2 separate regions of the Sus scrofa genome follow, and region 1 is linked to region 2. The links are chromatin contacts, called in public HiChIP or PLAC-seq maps. All regions are on one chromosome and are shown on one strand. The core of a region is the stretch at or near the end of the contact, and the rest is flanking DNA. Distances in the headings are between cores, read along the strand shown. Region 1 holds the start of DUSP2 (dual specificity protein phosphatase 2). Region 2 holds the start of CIAO1 (probable cytosolic iron-sulfur protein assembly protein CIAO1).

Region 1 (3,437 bases), core at 597-3,096, 85 kb before region 2:
TATCCCCAGCGCCTCCACCTGGGGCTTTTCAAACTCCAAGGAAGGGGCCGCTCTCCTTGAGGTGGGGGGTGCAGTGGGGGACTGGGGCCCCAGCTGTCCCCAGGAATCAGGTAGCCCTGTGCTCCTGGGCCCTGGGGGAGCCAACATGGTGGCGCCCAGCCTCAGTGACACAGCACCTGAGTCTCAAACTGCAGCAGCTGCCCCATGAAACTGAAGTTGGGGGAGATGACTCCCCTGCGTTGTTTAACAAAGTCAAAGGCCTCATCTAGACGCACTCGACGGTTCTGTATCAGGTACGCCAGGCAGATGGTGGCGGAGCGTGAGATGCCTGCCTGGCAATGTACTAGCACCCGGCCTCCACTGTTCTTCACCGAATCTGCAAAGGAAATGGGAGAGAGGGGCGTCAGACAGGAAGGTGGGCTGGGCAAGAGACAGGTGCCCCAGCTCCTGCCCCTGGAGCCCCGCTAGGTCCCACGCCAAGGCCTGCCTCTTACCAATGAAGCCGATAGCCTCCTGGAACCAGGCACTGATCTCCACCATCTGGTTGTCCTCCACAGGGATGCTTTTGTAGCGCAGCAGGCCCTCAAAGTGGTTGGGGCAGCTGGCCGAGACATTGAGGACCGCAGTGATGCCACAGGCCTGCAGCCCCTGCAGGTCAGATGAGTGGCTGCAGCTGCCCAGGAACAGGTAGGGCAAGATCTCCACAGGGCCACCCTGGAGAAGAAGAGGCAGAGGCAGCGGTGAGAACTCAGCTCTGGCCTAGAGGGCTGGAGCACCGCGGTGGGTGGTTGTTGGGCATAGACACCGTGGCAAACCGGCCAGGGAAGAGAAACCCTTAGCCAGTCCTAACCGGGAATCAGACATGGGGACACGCAGAGATATACACTCACAGACAGACATTTCCCCCCAAGCCCCCAAATTACGCTGCTCATAGGACAGACACAGACTCTCCGAGATGCTCACGAGCAAGTAAGGCATACACAAAGGTGTTCTCCCCTTTAGGGGTGAGGACACACATACACAGGTGACTGTGGGCATAGACAAACTCCTGCTCCCACAAATGGCAGACTCTTTCCCCAGAGGCGCCTACCCTTGGGGTCAGCGGGACATTGACAAGGAACCCCGATCTCAACTCACCTGGTCATACAAGGGAGCCCTGGGGTCGGGGCGGCTGTTTTCGGGCAGCATTGGCAGGGCGGGGGACTCAGAGCACAGATCGGGGCAGCAGGCCTGGAAGCCATCGAAGCCTCCTGCAAGTTGGATCAGGACACGGTTAGCCGGGAGGGCCCGTCGGGGTTCGGGGACGCGGCAGCCGAGGGCGGGGAACGCTGGCCGGCCGGCACTCACCTGGCAGGAAGTACACAAGGGTGGGCCCGGCGCGGGTCTCGTGCAGGAGCGCGGCGAGCAGAGCGTGGGCTGGACCGTCGGGCGGGAGCTCGGCCACCGAGGCGCTGCCTTCATCCAGCACCACGGCCCGCGCCAGCTCCCCGCGGGCCAGGCGCGCCCGCAGCGCGCGGTCGGGCAGCAGGCAGGCGAGGGCGGAGGCGGGCGAGCCGCTCGCGCGGCGCCGCAGCAGCGCGTTCCAGGGCACCGGCCGTGCGGTGCGCACGTGGCGGCGACAGAAGGCCAAGAAGGGGCGGCAATCGAGCAGCAGCGTGCGCTCGGCCTCCCGCGGCTCCCGCAGGAGCGCGCCCAGCGCCGCGCAGTCCAGCTCGCGCGCCGCCTCCAGCCCCATGTTGTCCGTCTCCCCTCCTCCCTCTCTTCTCCTTCCTCCCTCCCCGTGCGCGCTCCGGGCTCTCGCGGCGGCCGCGCTGCCTGAACCGTCTGTTCCGGGCTCTGACTGCAGTGCCCTGGCTTAAGTAGCTGTGGGCCGGCCTCCCGGGTCACCATACAAGGGCAGAGCAGGAAGGCGCCCGCGCCGCCCCCGCCGTCTCACGCGGGGTGCAGCCTGGGCGGGCCCAGGATTGGAGCGGGCTGGGGGACTGGGACGGGGGCGGGGCGCTGCGGTGGGAGAGGAAGCCCGGGACCAGCACGGAGGGTGTTTCCCCAGACGCCCCCTTCCCACCTAGGCGCCCCAGGGCTCTTCCTGAGCGCCCTAACCCTCTGACCTGACTTCTCGACTTCTCAGATGCACATCCCCCTCCTCAGGGGGCCGTGGTGCCCCTCGCTTCGCTTCCTCTCCCTTCTCCCTCCTCCCTCCCAGGATTTACCTTCTCCTGGGAATCTGTGACAACAAAAGTTTACATCTGTCTGTTGCCACGGGTGGTTTCCACACTGCTGGATGGGGAACCATGTCTTGATGTGCCTCTTCTCTTCTGCTTAAAAGACCCTGGTAGGGAGGGACTCTATTCCCCCACCCCCCATTTCCTGGCTGAGACCAGCCAGGGGTTTTGCAGCTGCTCAGTGGCCAAGCTAGGCCAGAACGTTGTCCTCTGAGCCCAAGACCCTGGCATGGCATGAAGAGGACCCCCAGGGCCTTGGCCTGGAGCGGGCAGGGGAGCCTGTGACGACTTTCCAGTTGGTAGAGCAAGGCTTCCTCCTCTGAAGCCCAGGGAAACTCCAGGGGCCAAGGGTGAAGCACTTCCCCAAGTCACAGGCCAGCTCTGAAGGGGAACTCTGCTGACGCTGCTGGGCTCTCCCTGAGGCCTTGTGGGAATTTCAGGAGCCTCACCAAGGGAAAGAGAGAGAAGAACTACCAGAATCTGCCTCCCCCGCCCTCCCCCGCCACTCCCACTCAGCCCCACCTAGACCTGCAGCAGGGGCCCTGGACGCAGGGACCCAAGCCTGGAGATGAGCAGTAAGACTGGGGGAGCAAGGGAATCCACATCCCTTCAGCCCGCCCCCACCCCTGAGGCGGATGTGGTGAGTCCCAGGTGTGCGTGGGGGTCTGGGCCCCTGGGCTGGGGCTAGAGATGTTGGCAGTTGAACTCTGAAGCAGAGACATTCAGGTCTGTGGGGACAGTACCCTGGAGTGGGAGCGCCCCCACCCCCATCTAGCTGCATGGGATTTCAGAACCCAAACCCCTAGGCCCCTCTCCCTCCCTCCAGTCATTACCCTGGGGCCTAAGGCCCTCCTGGAGACCCAACTAGTATCCATAAGCAGCAGCAGCTCCCATTTGACTCCTAGCCTGGGAACTGGCATACACTACAGGTGCGCCCCTAAAAAGAAAAAAGAAAAAAAAAAAAAAAAGACCCTCCCTATGCTGCAGACTCTTATGTTCAGACTGTCTTTGAGCCCCAAGCCCCAAGCCTTCCCCTTGGCTTGTAAACTCTAAACTCTTCCCAGTGGGGGTGTGTGTGTGTGTGTGTGTGTGTGTGTGTGTGTGTGTGTGTGTTGGAGCATCATCTGTATGCAGTTCCATGATGCTGGAGGCAGAGTTAGTAGTTTGTGTGTACTTCGAGGCAGAGGGAACTTGGGGGGAGAGAAGCCTCAAGGA
Region 2 (3,754 bases), core at 62-2,561:
AACCTTACCTCATTCCAGCACACTTGCAAGGCTTCCAAGAGCCAAATTCCAACTGTTTTACTGAGGGTGGCAATGGAACTGACTTCTGCTTATTGAAAATACCATAGACTCCCTTTTTCCTCTAACAACAATTCAATTACTATAGAACTCAAAAATATTTCTAAAAATCTAGCAGTATTTAAAACTTCCTTTTTCTCCATCAATCAGTTGGCCCCAAAGAAACCTTCCTATATCCCACAGGCTCCTTAGACGGAAACAGCTAATTGTGATGCCTAGCAAGAACCCTTATCTTCTTTCCGATACACAGCGCCCTTCCTCCGGCAGAATCCTAAAATAGCAGTTCAGATTAGCATGGCGTTGAGGAGTGGGAGCCTGGCTGAATAACATCAGAATTAATGAGCGGCCGGACCCCAAACAGAGCCACCTGGTGGGCAGGAATCGGGCTGTTTCCTTCAACCAAGTGCCTGCTCCAGGCTATCTCAGCTCCAGCCCGCACCACATTCGCTCTCGGAAGAGGAGGCCCTATTGCCCAGAAAGAAGAGGGCCGGCGCGCAGCGCCCTCACCTTTCAGCAGGTCCGGGTGCACGTAGCCCAGCACGTCGGAGACCCCCAGCTCCTGGCGGGAACAGGTGCCACCGTGGATGTGCAACCAGGCAGGCTCGGCGAGGGCAGTACACAGCGCGGTGATGGACAGGGCACCCGGTAGGGCTGAGGCCAGGCTACGCTCCGGCTGCTTGGGCAAAGCGCTGCCTCCCGGGCTCCTCCGCCGGCGCCCGCCGGGCAGCCCTGCGCCTCCGGGGGCGTACATGCCCGGGGCCGCCCGCCGTAGCTCCGCGGTCGCTGCTGGTCGCCGCCGACCTCCGCGGGGCGCACAGAGCCTGCCTGTCCAGGGGAGGAGAGCAACGCACTGGGTTCGCAGCAGGTAAGGCTGGAGCAAAGCTGTCAGGGTCCATGCTGATGAGGACAGGGGTGGGACAGAGGGCCGAGCTGAGACCCGAGAGCTGCGGGGGTTAGGGAACTGGGACCGGGTCCCTGGAGTGGGACTGCGGAGGTGCGGGATGAGGACCGGGAGAGGGCTAGGGGCCCGCTGCATCTCGGCAGAGCGGAGTAGGGAGAAGGCTGGGACGAAGGTATCCGTTACTGGTGGAAGAGAGTCTTGACCAGAGGGGTCTTGGCCAGAGGGAGTCGAAGCGCGGAGAACTAGCCTGGGCCGCAGGGATCGGGGACCCAGGATCTGGGAACGGCGCTCTGGGGTGCGACCTATACCCAGAAAGGACCCGCCTCTCACTAACTCCTAATCCTTACCAGTCAGCAGGCCTTAAGTGTCTGGATGGCGTCGCTCCGTCCCGTCAAGGGCTCCTCAGCTCTGCGGGGCCGACCGTTCCCAGGCCCCAAACCCGCAACGCCCGGACAGACCCGGGCCCGATCCACTTCCGGCTTCTACACCTCTGCCCCCGCCTCCTCCGGCTCCCCGCCCCGTCCCCCGCGCCAGACACAGCCCGGGCGCGCCGCCGGTCCCCTGCGCAAGGCCTCACGGGACTGGTAGTTCTAGCCGATACCGCGATGTTTTCCGCTGTGGGGACTGGAGAGGGGTGGCTAAGGACCGACTACAACTCCCAGAGGGCAGCGCGGCCGCAGCAGCGGACCCTTTAGTTCCTAAGAGAACCCGCGGCCCTTGGGCGGAAGCAGGTTTGCGTGGTGGGAGCCGCAGTCGGCAGTGCTGTCTCTGCTCACCACTTTCTGCGCCAGGCCGCCATGAAGGACTCGCTGGTGCTGCTTGGCCGTATCCCGGCGCACCCGGACTCCCGCTGCTGGTTCCTGGCCTGGAACCCCGCGGGAACTCTGCTGGCCTCGTGCGGTGGCGATCGTAGCGTCCGCATCTGGGGCAGAGAGGGTAAGGCCGGTCCCGGCTTGCCGCCGAGGGATCTACGTGTGCTTGGTGTGGGTACCATGCTCTGGGAGTGCGCAGCCTGCGGGGCAGCAGATTCAGAAAGGCGGGGTCACTGGCCGAGGGAGAAGATGGAGGAGCCACTTTCGAGTTGGACATTAGCCACTCTCTGGTTTTTCTGGCTAGAAGCAAAGATGTCAGTAGATGGCCGAAATAGGGAATTATGACAGTTTCTGAGGCAGGAAAATGAGAGAAGGTGGTAGGAAAGTAGCCTGCAGAGTATTTTGCGACAGACGATGAAGTTTACATTTTGTCCCAACGGTATTTGAGAGCCATTGACTGTTTAGGGCCGCATCCGAGGCCTATGTAAGTTTCCAGGCTAGGGATCAAATCGGAGCTGCTGCTGCCAGCCTACGCCACAGCCACAGCAACACTGATCTGAACTGCATCTGCAGCCTACACTGCAACAGCGGATCCTTAACCCACTGAATAAGGCCAGGGATCCAACTCGCATCCTCATGGATACTAGTCGTGTTCTTAACCCTGAGCCCCAACAGGAACTCCACCACTGACAGTTTTAAATCAGGAGGGCAACTCCTCATTTGTTTTAGAAAGATGCCTCCTAAGGAAGTGGATTCAGTTACAGCTTTCTGAAAGCATGTTGTTAAATACACCCACTGAACTTTGCCCTCTCAGCTGGGCTCCAATACTGGTCCCCATTACCCAGTGGCATCGTTAGTACTTCAGTATCTTCTTGTGCACCCAGCTCCAGAGCCTGGTCTGCTCTCTGCTTTTAGGCGACAGCTGGATCTGCAAATCTGTCCTCTGTGAAGGCCACCAGCGCACCGTACGGAAGGTGGCCTGGTCTCCCTGTGGAAATTACCTGGCTTCTGCCAGCTTTGATGCCACCACTTGCATTTGGAAGAAAAACAAGGATGACTTTGAGGTAACTGGGTTGGATGGGGCCAGGATTGTTGGAACCTGAACTGACCTGAGTGGGTAAGGCTGTACCCAGGAGGACTGCAGGAGTCTTAGATGACGTTGATTCCTGTCCCTCTTCCCTTTTCACAGTGTGTAACCACTCTAGAAGGCCATGAAAATGAGGTCAAGTCAGTAGCCTGGGCCCCATCTGGCAACCTCCTTGCTACCTGCAGCCGAGATAAGAGTGTGTGGGTCTGGGAAGGTGAGTCCCTCCAGGCACAGTTGAGAACCAGCCATCAGATCCCACCCGTGTCCCTTATAAGCTCCCTTCTTTTTTCTGCCGCAGTCGATGAAGAAGATGAGTATGAATGTGTCAGTGTCCTCAACTCCCATACACAGGATGTCAAGCATGTGCTTTGGCACCCAAGCCAGGAGGTAAGAGTCAGGTACCCTGGTGGGAAGGAATTCTGATGTGGAGGGTTGTGCCCAACCTTCTTCCACTCTCCAGCCTTAGCCTGATTCTTGCAGAGATCTCTATCTGTGCCCCAAAGACGTCAATCAGTCCCTTTATAAAAGTAGATCGCTGGGAGTTCCCTGTCCTGTCCTAGGAGGGAGAAGTGCTGGAAGCACAGGTACTTCCTGGGCCCTCCAGACACGTCCTGTGTTTTCCCTGGCCTTCTCCACAGCTGTTAGCCTCTGCCAGCTATGACGACACAGTGAAGCTCTACCGGGAGGAAGAGGATGACTGGGTATGCTGTGCCACCCTTGAAGGTCATGAATCCACTGTGTGGAGCTTGGCCTTTGACCCCAGCGGCCAGCGCCTGGCATCTTGCAGCGATGACCGTACCGTGCGCATCTGGCGCCAGTATCTGCCAGGCAATGAGCAAGGTGAGGAGCCAATCTGAGGGCTAAGAAGATTTGTCTCTTGTGAGGTTTGAAAGAGTG

Evidence for each region. HiChIP or PLAC-seq counts read pairs in DNA pulled down with a chosen protein or histone mark.
Region 1: a contact with region 2 is called in an H3K27ac HiChIP or PLAC-seq map of alveolar macrophages. The contact joins the promoter of DUSP2 here to the promoter of CIAO1 in region 2. A contact is called at or near these places in 1 of 5 promoter capture datasets (liver), 9 of 47 Hi-C or Micro-C datasets (alveolar macrophages, blood, embryonic fibroblasts and 5 more) and 2 of 2 datasets of contacts at active chromatin or transcription factors (alveolar macrophages and skeletal muscle).

Annotation. Positions count from the first base shown.
Region 1 is chr3:47,050,852-47,054,288 of Sscrofa11.1, reverse strand. DUSP2 (dual specificity protein phosphatase 2) reads right to left here and starts at 1,846. Exons shown (of 4, transcript XM_021087101.1): 1 at 1,348-1,846; 2 at 1,138-1,250; 3 at 495-714; 4 at 1-376. The coding sequence starts at 1,735. The coding sequence ends at 162.
Region 2 is chr3:46,964,560-46,968,313 of Sscrofa11.1, reverse strand. CIAO1 (probable cytosolic iron-sulfur protein assembly protein CIAO1) reads left to right here and starts at 1,311. Exons shown (of 6, transcript XM_013995867.2): 1 at 1,311-1,894; 2 at 2,686-2,834; 3 at 2,960-3,244; 4 at 3,496-3,697. The coding sequence starts at 1,756. TMEM127 (transmembrane protein 127) reads right to left here and starts at 1,456. Exons shown (of 11, transcript XM_021087100.1): 1 at 1,306-1,456; 2 at 565-882. The coding sequence starts at 808.